Regions from separate parts of the Ovis aries genome. Here region 1 is linked to region 2. The links are chromatin contacts, called in public Hi-C maps. All regions are on one chromosome and are shown on one strand. Each heading gives the region's core, a stretch centred on a gene start, on an enhancer-like site or on the middle of the called end of the contact. The rest is flanking DNA. Distances are from core to core; before and after follow the strand shown.

Region 1 (6,154 bases), core at 2,560-5,059, 410 kb after region 2:
AGTCCAAAAATCTGTTCTTTACATCTGTGTCTCTTTTGCTGTGTTGCATATAGGGTCTTCATTACCATCTTTCTAAATGCCATATATATGCATTAATATGCTGTGTTGGTGTTCTTCTTTCTGACTTACTTCACTCTGTGTAATAGGCTCCAGTTTCATCCACCTCATTAGAACTGATTCAAATGTATTCTTTTTAATAGCTGAGTAATAGTCCATTGTATATATTTACCACAGTTTTCTTATCCATTCATTTGCCAATGGACATCTAGGTTTCTTCCATGTCCTGGCTATTGTAAACAGTGCTGTGATGAACATTGGGGTACATACGTCTCTTTCAATTCTGGTTTCCTCAGTGTGTATACCTAGCAGGGGGATTACTGGGTTGTATGGCAGTTCTATTTTCAGTTTTTTAAGGAATCTCCACACTGTTCTCCATAGTGGCTGTACTAGTTTGCAATCCCACTAGCAGTGTAAGAAGGTTCCCTTTTTTCTCCACACCCTCTCCAGCATTTATTGTTTGTAGACTTTCAGATAGCAGCCATTCTGACTGGCATGAGATGGTACCTTACTGTGGTTTTGGTTTGCATTTCTCTGATAATGGGTAGAGTCGGATAGGACTGAGCGACTGAACTGAACTGAACTGAACTGATAATGGGTAATATTGAGCATCTTTTCATGTGTTTGTTAGCCATCTGTATGTCTTCTTTGGAGAAATGTCTGTTTAGTTCTTTGTCCATTTTTTGATTGGGTCATTTATTTTTCTGGTATTGAGCTTCATGAGCTGTTTGTATATTTTTGAGATTAATTCTTTGTCAGTTGCTTCATTTGCTATTATTTTCTTCCACTCTGAAGGCTGTCTTTTCACCTTGCTTATAGTTGTTGTGAGAAAGCTTTGAGTTTAATTAGGTCCCATTTGGGTTTATTTTTGCTTTTATTCCCATTACTCTGGGAGGTTGGTTATAGAGGATCTTGCTATGATTTATGTCAGAGAGTGTTTTGCTTATGTTTTCCTTTAGAAGTTTTATAGTTTCTGGTCCTACATTTAGATCTTTAATCCATTTTGAGCTTATTTTTGTGTATGGTGTTAGAAAGTGTTCTGATTTCATTCTTTTACAGGAGGTTGACCAGTTTTCCCAGCACCACTTGTTAAAGAGATTGTCTTTTCTCCATTATATATTTTTGCCTCCTTTGTCAAAGATAAGGTGTCCATAGGTACATGGATTTATCTCTGAGTTTTCTATTTTGTTCCATTGATCTATATTTCTGTCTTTGTGCCAGTACCATACTGTCTTGATGACTGTAGCTTTGTAGTAGAGCCTGAAGTTAGGCAGGTTGATTTCTCCAGTTCCATTCTTCTTTCTCAAGATGCTTTGGCTATTCGAGGTTTTTTTGTATTGCCATACAAATTGTGAAATTATTTGTTCTAGTTCTGTGAAAAATCCCATTGGTAGGCCTCTCCTGCTTCTTTGGAGCAGAGCTAACTGAGTGAGTGGCTGTCTTCCAGGCTATCACCCTCAGTAAGATCTGATTAAAACTTAAACTCTTTACTCTCATGTTCTGTGTCTTTCTTGAAGTAGATGGCTTGTACACTTATTTGGGAGAGATTCACTTAGAGGATTCCAAGTCTAGAACTATGCCAGATTCACAGAAGGAATTTCTAGAATGCATGAGGGGGCAGAGGAGGGAAACAAGTTTAGGGAAGGGCCAAAGGTAAAGACTCTAAGACTACAAGTTAGAGAACCTCTAGCCCAGGAGATTTCCAAGTACTCTGTGAACCCAGAGGGTTCTTTCAGTTCAGTTCAGTTGCTCAGTTGTGTCCAACTCTTTGTGACCCCATGAACTGCAGCACGCCAGGCCTCCCTGTCCATCACCAACTCCCGGAGTTCACTCAAACTCATATCCATCGAGTCGGTGATGCCATCCAGCCATCTCATCCTCTGTCGTCCCCTTCTCCTCCTGCCCCTAATCCCTCCCAGCATCAGAGTCTTTTCCAATGAGTCAACTCTTTGCATGAGGTGGCCAAAGTATTGGAGTTTCAGCTTTAGCATCAGTCCTTCCAAAGAACACCCAGGACTGATCTCCTTTAGAATGGACTGGTTGGATCTCCTTGCAGTCCAAGGGACTCTCAAGAGTCTTCTCCAACACCACAGTTCAAAAATATCAATTCTTTGGTGCTCAACTTTCTTCACAGTCCAACTCTCACATCCATACATGACCACTGGAAAAACCGTAGCCTTGACTAGATGGACCTTTGTTGGCAAAGTAATGTCTCTGCTTTTGAATATGCTATCTAGGTTGGTCATAACTTTCCTTCCAAGGAGTAAGTGTCTTTTAATTTCATGGCTGCAATCACTATTTGCAGTGATTTTGGAACCCCCCAAAATAAAGTCTGACACTGTTTCCACTGTTTCCCCATCTATTTCCCATAAAGTGATGGGACCAGATGCCATGATCTTAGTTTTTTAGGGCTATTCAAATGTTTTATCCTGATTTCACCTGAAAATATATTTTAGCTTGTGATAAAAAGTGCTATTAAAATAGGTACTCAACTATCACAATGTTGTTAATCAGCTATACTCCAATAGAAAAATAGAAGTTTAAAATTTAAAAAGTATATATATGCTCAAAGTCATTGACCCACTCAAATGCACTAATTTATGCTGCCTGATTCGCTAGTTTTGGGGGGATTGTTTTGTTTTTGATGATACGAGATTAAAACCCACTCTGCCCCAGTTAAGTAGTGCTCTGGATTGGCAAAGCGTTATTGAAAACAAACAAAGCAAAATAAACAACAAAAGAAAAAGAAAGAAAAAGACCATTAGTATTCACACTCACTTGTATTAGGATCTTTGTGATTGCTGCTGCTGCTGCTAAGTCACTTCAGTCGTGTCCAACTCTGTGCGACCCCATAGATGGCAGCCCATCAGGCTCCTCTGTCCCTGGGATTCTCCAGGCAAGAACACTGGAGTAGGTTGTCATTTCCTTCTCCAATGCATGAAAGCGAAAAGTGAAAGTGAAGTCACTCAGTCGTGTCAGACTCTTAGCGACCCCATGGACGGCAGCCTACCAGGCTTCTCTGTTCATGGGATTTTCCCGGCAAGAGTACTGGAGTGGGTTTCCATTGCCTTCTCTGTTGTGATTAGTGCAACTGAAATACATGCATAGATAGCCTTATTTCGTTACTTTGTAATAATCCAATGCATTTGAAGTTGTTTACATTTATGAATTTATACTGCATATTTACATCTGTTTTATAGAATTCTGGGGATAAAATTGGGTGTTACTAATAAATAATTGGACATAAATTCTAGCAAACTCTGGGAGATAGTGAAGGACAGAAAAGCCTGGTGTGCTAGTCTATTGGGTCCCAAAGAGTCTGACACGACTTAGTGACTGGACAACAACAAATAATCATAAAAATCCTCAAGTCAACTGCTTCACTCTGCAGAAGAGGAAACCTAGTTGCGAGTGGATGAAGCCCCTCATTGCTCACTGTGATCAGAAGCAAAGCCCAGATCTGGAACCTAAAGTTGACTTCTTTCCTCATGCAAATTGTCCAGATTTTTCTTTTTTTTTCCTGTTAAAGGTAGTTTACATTCTTACTGGTCCTCTTGCTGGCAAATAAATTCAGTTGTCTAAGTTGAATTTCTTTTTGTTTGAAGGTAGGAAAAATGTTACCAAATAGCCTTAAGTGTGTGTGTGTGTGTGTGTGTGTGTGTGTGTGTGTTTAAATTAACACAGAGAGACTCCAAGGACAATGGTTATAAACACAAAGCCACTGACTCATCGCAAAGTTGGGAAAGAAGTTTAGGGCTGAGCAGAGTCATAGTTCTATTGTCTGGCCTCTGAGCCCCTGCTGAGGGCCAGCGTCATCAGCGGCTGCGCTGAAAGCCCATTGGCACTGTTAGTTTTGTTTCTTGTCAGGCTCTCTGACAGGGTGATGTGAAGGAGGCTGCAATAGGTACCTGGCTCTCCCCTGCCCCAAATCTCCACTCCATCCCCACCCCACAACCCATCCTGAGGTCTGCTCTTTCCTTTCTCCAGAATCACCCCTTGGCTAGGATCACAGGTGGGGAAACTGAGGCTGTGATTGATGTAGGAGATAGATGGGCTCCAGGTTAGATATTTACAACTGGCCTCCTGTTTGCATTACACGGGGCACAAAGAAGTGGTCTTTGGCCTGGATTCTTAAAACTGTTAGCATTTTCTGAGACAAGAGACAGGTGGGCTCCAGTTAAGGCATTTACAATCACCTTCCTGTTTGCCCTCTGTAGTGGAAGTAACAACAGAAACAGGGTAAATAGCCAATGTTTGTCTCTTGTAAACTCCTTAAGGTAATAGTCATGGCAATAGTCAGGGAAATAGTCATGGCGAAGACAAAGAGGGGCAAAACTTCATTTGAATAAAAGATTAAGGGAGCTCCGCTCTCCCCTCTTTTGGGACAAAGGAGACCCTGCACACCCACAGGGAGGCTCCTTGTGGGTCAAAAGTCAGCCGATAACGCCAGGCCATAATGAGCCTTGCTCCTCCCAGAAGCCTTCACTTCAAGATCCATCTTGGCTGAGGGTTGCATGCCCACCTGGGGAGTGCCCCAGGGTAGCTCAGGTGTGGAAAAAGAAACCAGATACTTGGCATGAAGAAAGACAAAGACCCAGAAGAACTGACCTATGTAAATGACGTAACTGTCCCCTTACTGCAGGCCTCCTCACTAGGAGGGATGCCCACACACTTTCTCTCGGGGTGTGGCTCTGTGCCTTGCTTCTGTCCTAAGTAAACCAACTATTTCTCTGCCTGCTCTCCCACTTGTTGCTGTGCTATGTCTCTAATAATAAACTTTGTACCTGCATTTACAGTGTCTGCCTCCCTGATAAATGCATTTTTCACTGGGGGAAAAGATCCAGAGGAAAATAGCTTCTAGCCTCTAGCCCTTGCTGGTCTGGTGGCTAGGATCCCTGGTTCTCATCCAGGCTTTCCAGGTTCAGCTCCTGGGCAGGTGATGAAGATCTTGCTTCAGGCCATCGCTCACTGCTGCCTCGTCAAGATCACTACAGGAAGGATAATTTCCTCAGCTCATGGAGACCGTAGCTGGCAGGACAGGACTGAGAGGCCAAAGTCTGGGCTTTTCCATCATCAGTGGGGCCTCTGCAGAGGCTCCAATGTGGCTTTTCAGAAATGGGGTACATTGGTGTCAGCCTGTGGGAGACATGGCAGGTCCCAAGTGGGCTACAGGAGTTTCTGTAGGACCAGAATGAGTGTTTCTGGTGGAAGAAGGAGCAAACTGGACTTTGCTTTGCATGCGGCCCCATTCCTTCTATGGCTTGTTACTGCAGCCAGGACACCCCTCTGCCCCTTCCTTTTCCTCCTTAACCCTCCCTAAGCATCCTTTTACCCTCCCAGTCCGCTAGTAGATCTTCTCACCTTTCCCTTCTTCCCTTCTTAGGTAACTTACTGCACTAAGCCCCTGGTTGTTTTACATGATCAGATAAAAGAACTAGTCTTACTGGCTCCAGCAGGTCCCATCTGCTTGTCACTGATCATGACCCGAAGTCGACGCTTGGAGGGGGAGCTGTGCACCGGCAGGACGAGAAGGTGAGGATGAAGAAAAGAGCAAATATGCCAGTGAGGCACACACTCAGTGGGTGGCTCTGCTTCTTCCCTGCTCAGAAAATGGCATCAAGACATCCCCAGCTGACTGGTGGTAGAGTCTTCCAGAACTTGGTTGGCCCCATCTTTCCATCGATGTCTCTGTGATTTGTAATCATGTGATTCCTGTTCGTCTTGTATGACTTCAGGCCTTTTTATTTTTGGCGGTGACACTCAGCATGTAGGATCTTAGCTCCCCTGTACCTCCTGCAGTGGAAGCTCAGAGTCTTAACACTGCACCAGCAGGGAAGCCCACAGGCCATATTAATTAGTCCGCAATGGAGTCACAGTAGCCAAGCTAAGCCTCCAAGATGGTTGTTTTGAAATGTTCACTGTAGGACTATGAGTGTCTTAGAATGGTACGCTAACAGTGTTACTTTATTTTTTAATTTGTTTTAAAACTTTTTTTTTGTATTGGGTTATGCTCAGTCACTCAGTTGTGTCCGACTCTCAGTGACCCTATGGACTGTAGCCTGCCAGGCTCGCCTGTCCATGGGATTCTCCAGGCAAG
Region 2 (6,468 bases), core at 1,295-3,794:
TGTATTAGTCACTCAGTTGTGTTCGACTCTTTGCGAGCCCATGGACTGTAGCCTGCCAGGCTCCTCTGTCTGTGAAATTTTCCAGGAGAGAATACTGGAGGTAGCCATTTTCTCCTCCAGGAGATCTTCCCTACACAGGGATCAAACCCCCATCTCCTGCATTGGCAGGTGGGTTCCTTACCACTGAGCCACCAGCAAAGCCCTATCTAGCTGGATATATAGTTATATCTATCAACCCACAGTTCCATCATAGGGTACTAGAGAGCTGGTCTCCCCGTATCTTTGACAGGACTGAGTTTATATGACCTGTACTTTTCATAAATATTCTTGCGTGTGTGCTCAGTTGTGTCCAGCTCTTTGTGACTCCATTGACTGTAGCCCACCAGGTTCCTCTGCCTGTGGACTTTTCCAGGCAAGGATACTGGAGTGGGCAGCCATTCCATTCTCCAGGGGATCTTCCCAACCCAGGGATCAAATTCATGTCTCCTGCATCCTCTGTGTTGGCAGGTAGGTTCTCTCTCTTGGTGCCACCTGGGAAGCCCCTACCACATAATATAATAGGTTGTAAATATATTTCATTTGAATTTATAAATTCTGTATGAGATTGAAAATCCTGCTTTCTGTTTATTGGACAATTGCATCCCTCTTCTTTAAACTGCCCCTTCGTGTCTTCTGTGACATTGCTAAAGACCACACCCTTTTCTGAAACTTTCTCCTCCTATGAGTTCCTTTCTGTTTTTTCCTGACTCGTCTAACTCTCTAAAGACTCTTTCTGAGTCTCCTTACCAGTTCCTCCTTCTGAATGACCGCTGGATAATATAATAATAATAATTACAATAATTAACATTTCACAGAAGCTTACTATGTGCTATACAGTAAATAAAACCTGTAAAACAGAGTTCTCTTATTTGCATTTCTTTAGATGAAGAAAGGAAGATGCAAGATGTCTTTCTCTAAGTGGGGAGCTCACTCTTGAGCCCTCTCTATTTTGATTAAAAAATACCACATATGTTCTCTCCAAACCATGTGTAAATATTCTCCAAAGTTCCTAAGTTTTCTTGTTTGACATACACATGATCCATGGATTTCTTATCCATTCCTTTAACTTCTAATATATCTCGAGTTTCTGGTCCATACAGCCTATTAGACATCGTCAAGTAGATGTATTATGGGCACCTCAAAATTAACACATTCAAAATGGAAATTATCTTCTTCAGACACCCTAAATATCCTCCAATATTGACCTTGTCCTGCCAATATGCTTTCCTTAATAGCATGGCCATTCACCAAGTTGCTCAAGCTGGAAACTTCAAAGCCACCTTTGAATGGGCCCCTGGCTCCATTATACCTCACATATGATTGGTTCCAAGGTCTTGCGAATTTGAGACTCCATCTTCTCCATGTTCCTTCTACTACCGTTTTAGATAATTAAGGCTCTCAACATCTCTTCCTTGCACTATTGCATCTGCCTCCTAAATGGTCTTCCTACTTCTGTGGTCTCCCCAGGTCCCATCCATCCTTCCCAGGGCTGACAGTTAATGTTCTAAAGCCAGTAATTGATCATGGCACATCCTGCTCAAAACTTTGATAGTTATCTTCTGCCTACAGAATAAATTCTAAACTCATCAGCATGGCACACAAAACATCCTGTAACTGCACCCAAGTTTATCTTCTCAAACATCTCCAGCATGTTCCTATTGTTCAGTTTCAAAGTCACGTCTGACTCTTTGCGACCTCATGGACTGCCGCATGCCAGGCTTCACTGTCCTTCACCATCTCCCAGAGCTTGCTCAAACTCATGTTCATTGAACTGATGATGCCATCCAACCATCTCATTATCTGTCGCCCTCTTCTCCTCTTGCCTCAATCTTTCCCAGCATCAGGGTCTTTTCCAATGAGTCTTACTCATATACCTCCAACTACAACAACTCAAGGCCACTTGCTTTTCCTCAGAAATATCAAGCCTGTCCATGGCACTATGCTGTTGGTCGAGCTACATCAAATGCCCACTGCTGGCTTTCCTACCTGTTGATATTCTACCTTTCTTTGAAGACCCAGCCCCCTGCCCACAGCATACACACAAGTCTCCACCCACATTTCCGGGCTCACAATTTATTACTTGTCCTCTGTTTACATTTTTCTTAAAGCTTTACTGCAGACTAACTTGTAATCTAGTCCGGTGTGTCTGTTTTCTTGGAAAAGGACTGTATCTTAAACATCTGAGTATTTCTAGAGCTTAGAGGGAGCTTGATATATAAATGATTAAAACTGAAGTCCATTTGTGATTTAGGTAAAAGTCAGACTAAACAATCTCAATGTTTACTTCTAAATCAGATTTTCTGCACCTTTTCTATACACTAAGATCTTACTTGAGGCCTGTGCAACTAACAAACATTTAACCTTGGAATTAACTCCTAATTCATGCAGCTAGTTCTGCTTTCACTTCTTTGCAGAGGCTGCAGAAGCCAGGAATTTGGGCTCCTGGCAACGAAAGCCCAGTGAATGTTGTCACTGGGTTTCCGGAGGAGGTGGGGTAGAAAGCACAAGAACACATCAGAAAACTAGCAGAGTTCCAGGACATCTGGGGCTGATTATTCCAGCAAGATGCTCAAGCAAAGAGAACAATTCCTGGACTAGGTGTTTTTTTTTTTTTTTCTCTCTTTTTTTTTTTTTTTTCTCTCTTTTTTTTTTTTTTTTGACATCTGGGCTTTGGCAACGATTCCTATCGCTTTGCTCAGCAGTTCTTGAGGGATGAGATATGGACTTGTTTCAGGGAAACAAACCTTTACTGACTCAACTTCTGCTACAGCAGACTCCTTAAGATCCTTCCCCATCCATGTGTCTTCCTGGTATCTCTAGGTTTCATCAAATTTACAGAGAGAGGAATTAGTCTCCAAGAACCAAAAAAATTCATAGTACCTGGGATCTGAATCGGGTTATTCCACTGCCTCTTAATTTCTCCCCCTCATGACTGAGCGACTTTCACTTTCACACTGATTCTTTTCAAATCATGGAGGACGAAGAACACTGAGACCCTGGAAAGCGACCTCAGGCTACTGAGGCAATGGATCCACTCCAGCTATTCTGACATCTCTCTTTTTAAGCACAAGCTTAGTAGAACTCTTGCTTTCGGTTTTGAAGAAACATGCATCTCTTGTCTGAAACTACACATTTTACTCTTTTCGTTTCATTATTACCTCTAAAGTACAAAGTGTACTTTAGTATCTTCAGATTCAAATTCTCAAACACAAACATATTGTAATACTGTCTAACAATTAATCACAATTACAATTTCAAATATTCTGACCCACTTCCCTAGAAGCAAAAGGCTGTATATTACAGTATAATGGAGAGGAAAGGATGCTTGGCTAACATTTACTGAGTACATACCCTGTCAGGCACTAGCCTATGCATGTTATATACATTATTTTATTTAAAGTTCACAATAACTCTATGTGATATACAATTATCTGCATTTTAGTGATGGAGAAAGCAAGGCTCAGAAGTTAAGTGGTTTTCCCAAGGTTGTGTATAGTGAGTGGCAGAGGCAGGTTAAGATGACATGGCTGACTCTAGCAATGTATACTCTTTACCCATCACTCTTGCATGCTAAGTCACTTCAGTCGTGTCCGACTCTTTGCAATCCTATGGACTGTAGCCTGCCAGGCTCCTCTGTCCATGGGATTCTCCAGGCAAGAATACTGGAGTGGGCTGCCATACCCTCCTCCAGGGGATCTTCCCAACCCAGTGATAGAACCTGTGTCTCTTATGTCTCCTTCATGGGCAGGTGGGATCTTTACTACTAGCGCCACCTGGGAAGTAATAGGTGATAGCTGATCTATTATCTCCAGCATCTCAGAAAGATAATTCTTATTATAATTTTATTCTTATGCCAATATTCACTGAGTATTCAAGACCTGTCAGGTCCTGATCTAAGTGCTGTTTTACATGTGATTTTATTAAGTCTCAGAAAAACCCACTTTTCAAGGAAGGTACTGTTATTTTACTGATGAATAAATAGAGGCTGAGAGAGGTTAAGTAACCTCACCCAGGTCAGAGAGCTGAGTGGTGGAGCCTGATTTAAAATCCAGACAGCCTGCCTTCAGAGAGTAGGCTACCTTGCATATGAAGGGCACATTCTGGAGTGAGCTCTTCCTCCTCCTGGGTAGTTTAACTTGAACGTGATCGGTACTCAGTTCCACTATATGTAAAATGAGACTCTGGGGACATGCCTGCTGGCCAGGTGCCCCCATATGTATTCTCAAATTCCTCAAAGTCAGAATCCCTGTTTACAGAGTGAAAGGCAGTACATTTTTGAAATACGACAGGTCTGGGTTCAAATCTTACCACACTTACTGGCTAGATGATTTTAAACAAGATACTCAAACTTTCTGAGTACCAGTTTCACCACCTGAATATGAAAGATAAAAATACCTACCAAATAGGGTTATTTATGAGTCAGAAATAGTATATGTATTTTATAACACCAGGGGATTGGAATAAGTTCTACATTACCGTTATTATTAATGTTCTTATGGTTTCTGAACATTTGAAGAACTATTCAAAAAAGATCTTCATGACCCAGATAATCACGATGGTGTGATCACTCACCTAGAGCCAGACATCCTGGAGTGCAAGGTCAAGTGGGCCTTAGGAAGCATCACTATGAACAAAGCTAGTGGAGGTGATGGAATTCAAGTTGAGTTATTTCAAATCCTAAAACATGATGCTGTGAAAGTGCTGCCTCAATATGCCAGCAAATTTGGAAAACTCAGCAGTGGCCACAGGACTGGAAAAGGTCAGTTTTCATTCCAATCCCATAGAAAGGCAATGCTAAAGAATGCTCAAACTACCGCACAACTGCACTCATTTCACATGCTAGCAACGTAATGCTCAAAATTCTCCAAGCGATGCTTCAAACAGTATGTGAACTGAGAACTTCCAGATGTTCAAGCTGGTTTTAGAAAAGGCAGAGGAACCAGAGATCAAATTGCCAATATCCACTGGATCATCAAAAAAGCAAGAGAATTCAAGAAAAACATCTACTTCTGCTTTATTGATTATGCCAAAGCCTTTCACTGTGTGGATCACAATAAACTGTGGAAAATTCTTAAAGAGTTGGGAATACCTAGACCACCTGACCTGCTTCTTGAGAAATCTGTATACAGGTCAGGAAGCAATAGCTAGAACTGGACATGGAACAATAGACTGGCTCCAAATCAGGAAAGAAATATGTCAAGGCTGTATATTGTCACCTTGCTTATTTAACTTATATGCAGAGTACATCACGAGAAACGCTGGCCTGGATGAAGCACAAGCTGGAATCAAGATTGCTGGGAGAAATATCAACAACTTCAGATATGCAGATAACACCACACTTATGGCAGAAAGTGAAGTACTAAAGAGCCTCTTGATGAAAGTGAAAGAGGAGAGTGAAAAAGCTGGCTTAAAATCCAACATTCAGAAAACTAAGATCATGGCATCTAGTCCCATCACTTCATGGCAAATAGATGGGGAAACAGTGAGAGACTTTATTTTTCTGGGCTCCAAAATCACTGCAGATGGCGATTGCAGCCATGAAATTAAAAGACATTTGCTCCTTGGAAGAAAAGTTATGACCAAAATAGACAGCATATTAAAAAGCAGAGACATTACTTTGCCAACAAGGGTCCATCTAGCCAAAGCTGTGGTTTTTCCAGTAGTCATGTATGGATGTGAGAGTTGAACTATAAAGAAAGCTGAGCACCACAGAATTGATGTTTTTGAACTGTGGTGTTGGAGAAGACTCTTGAGAGTCCCTTGGATTGCAAGGAGGTCCAACCAGTCCATCCTAAAGAAAATCAGTCCTGAGTATTCATTGGAAAGACTGATGCTGAAGCTGAAACTCCAATACTTTGGCCATGTGATGCAAAGAACTGACTCATTTGAAAAGACCCTGATGCTGGGAAAGATTGAAGGTGGGAGAAGGGGAAGACAGAGGATGAGATGGTTGAGTGGCATCACTGACTCAATGAACAAAAGTTTGAGTAAAGTGTAAGAGCTGGTGATGGACAGGGAGGCCTAGCATGCTGCAGTCCATGGGTTCACAAAGAGTCAGACATGACTGAGCAGCTGAACTGAACTGAACTGAACTGATGGTTATTGACTAAGAGGACATACTTTCACATACACCAGTGGGCAGGGGGCAGAGTTCCCCATATCCCCTCCTACCATGGGCATCTCTGAGAGAGGCTAGCGAACGTGCTGTCCTGGGTAAGATGAAACATGAGACAGTCTTCTGCTGGGCCTCTTTTAGGTGTGGCTCTGACTGAGATAGGTGGGGACAAGACAGGCTGCATGAATTCTCTGTGTCCAGCTTGTCCCCCGCCTGGCCAACCTGATGAGAAAGTACTAACTATGAATCACCTCCAATGAAATGCAATCAGAATCCTAACTCTCACCCAATAATGACACCCTTCTTTGTTAAAG

Evidence for each region. Hi-C and Micro-C count contacts between places; a contact is called where the count stands out from the background.
Region 1: a Hi-C map of tail adipose tissue shows a contact between it and region 2, with 10 times the contacts expected there. The contact joins two enhancer-like sites. A contact is called at or near these places in 7 of 16 Hi-C or Micro-C datasets (blood, liver, mixed tissues and 3 more).

The regions. Positions count from the first base shown.
Region 1 is chr16:39,826,977-39,833,130 of ARS-UI_Ramb_v3.0, forward strand. No RefSeq gene overlaps it. Among named protein-coding and RNA genes, the nearest start is that of C1QTNF3, 55 kb to the right of the region's middle. Within about 2 kb of position 3,810, at least 3 of the 54 cell types and tissues checked have an H3K27ac peak or open chromatin away from gene starts, as enhancers often do.
Region 2 is chr16:39,416,722-39,423,189 of ARS-UI_Ramb_v3.0, forward strand. All of the region lies in intron 11 of TTC23L (tetratricopeptide repeat domain 23 like), which reads right to left. Among named protein-coding and RNA genes, the nearest start is that of RAD1, 19 kb to the left of the region's middle. Within about 2 kb of position 2,545, at least 1 of the 54 cell types and tissues checked has an H3K27ac peak or open chromatin away from gene starts, as enhancers often do.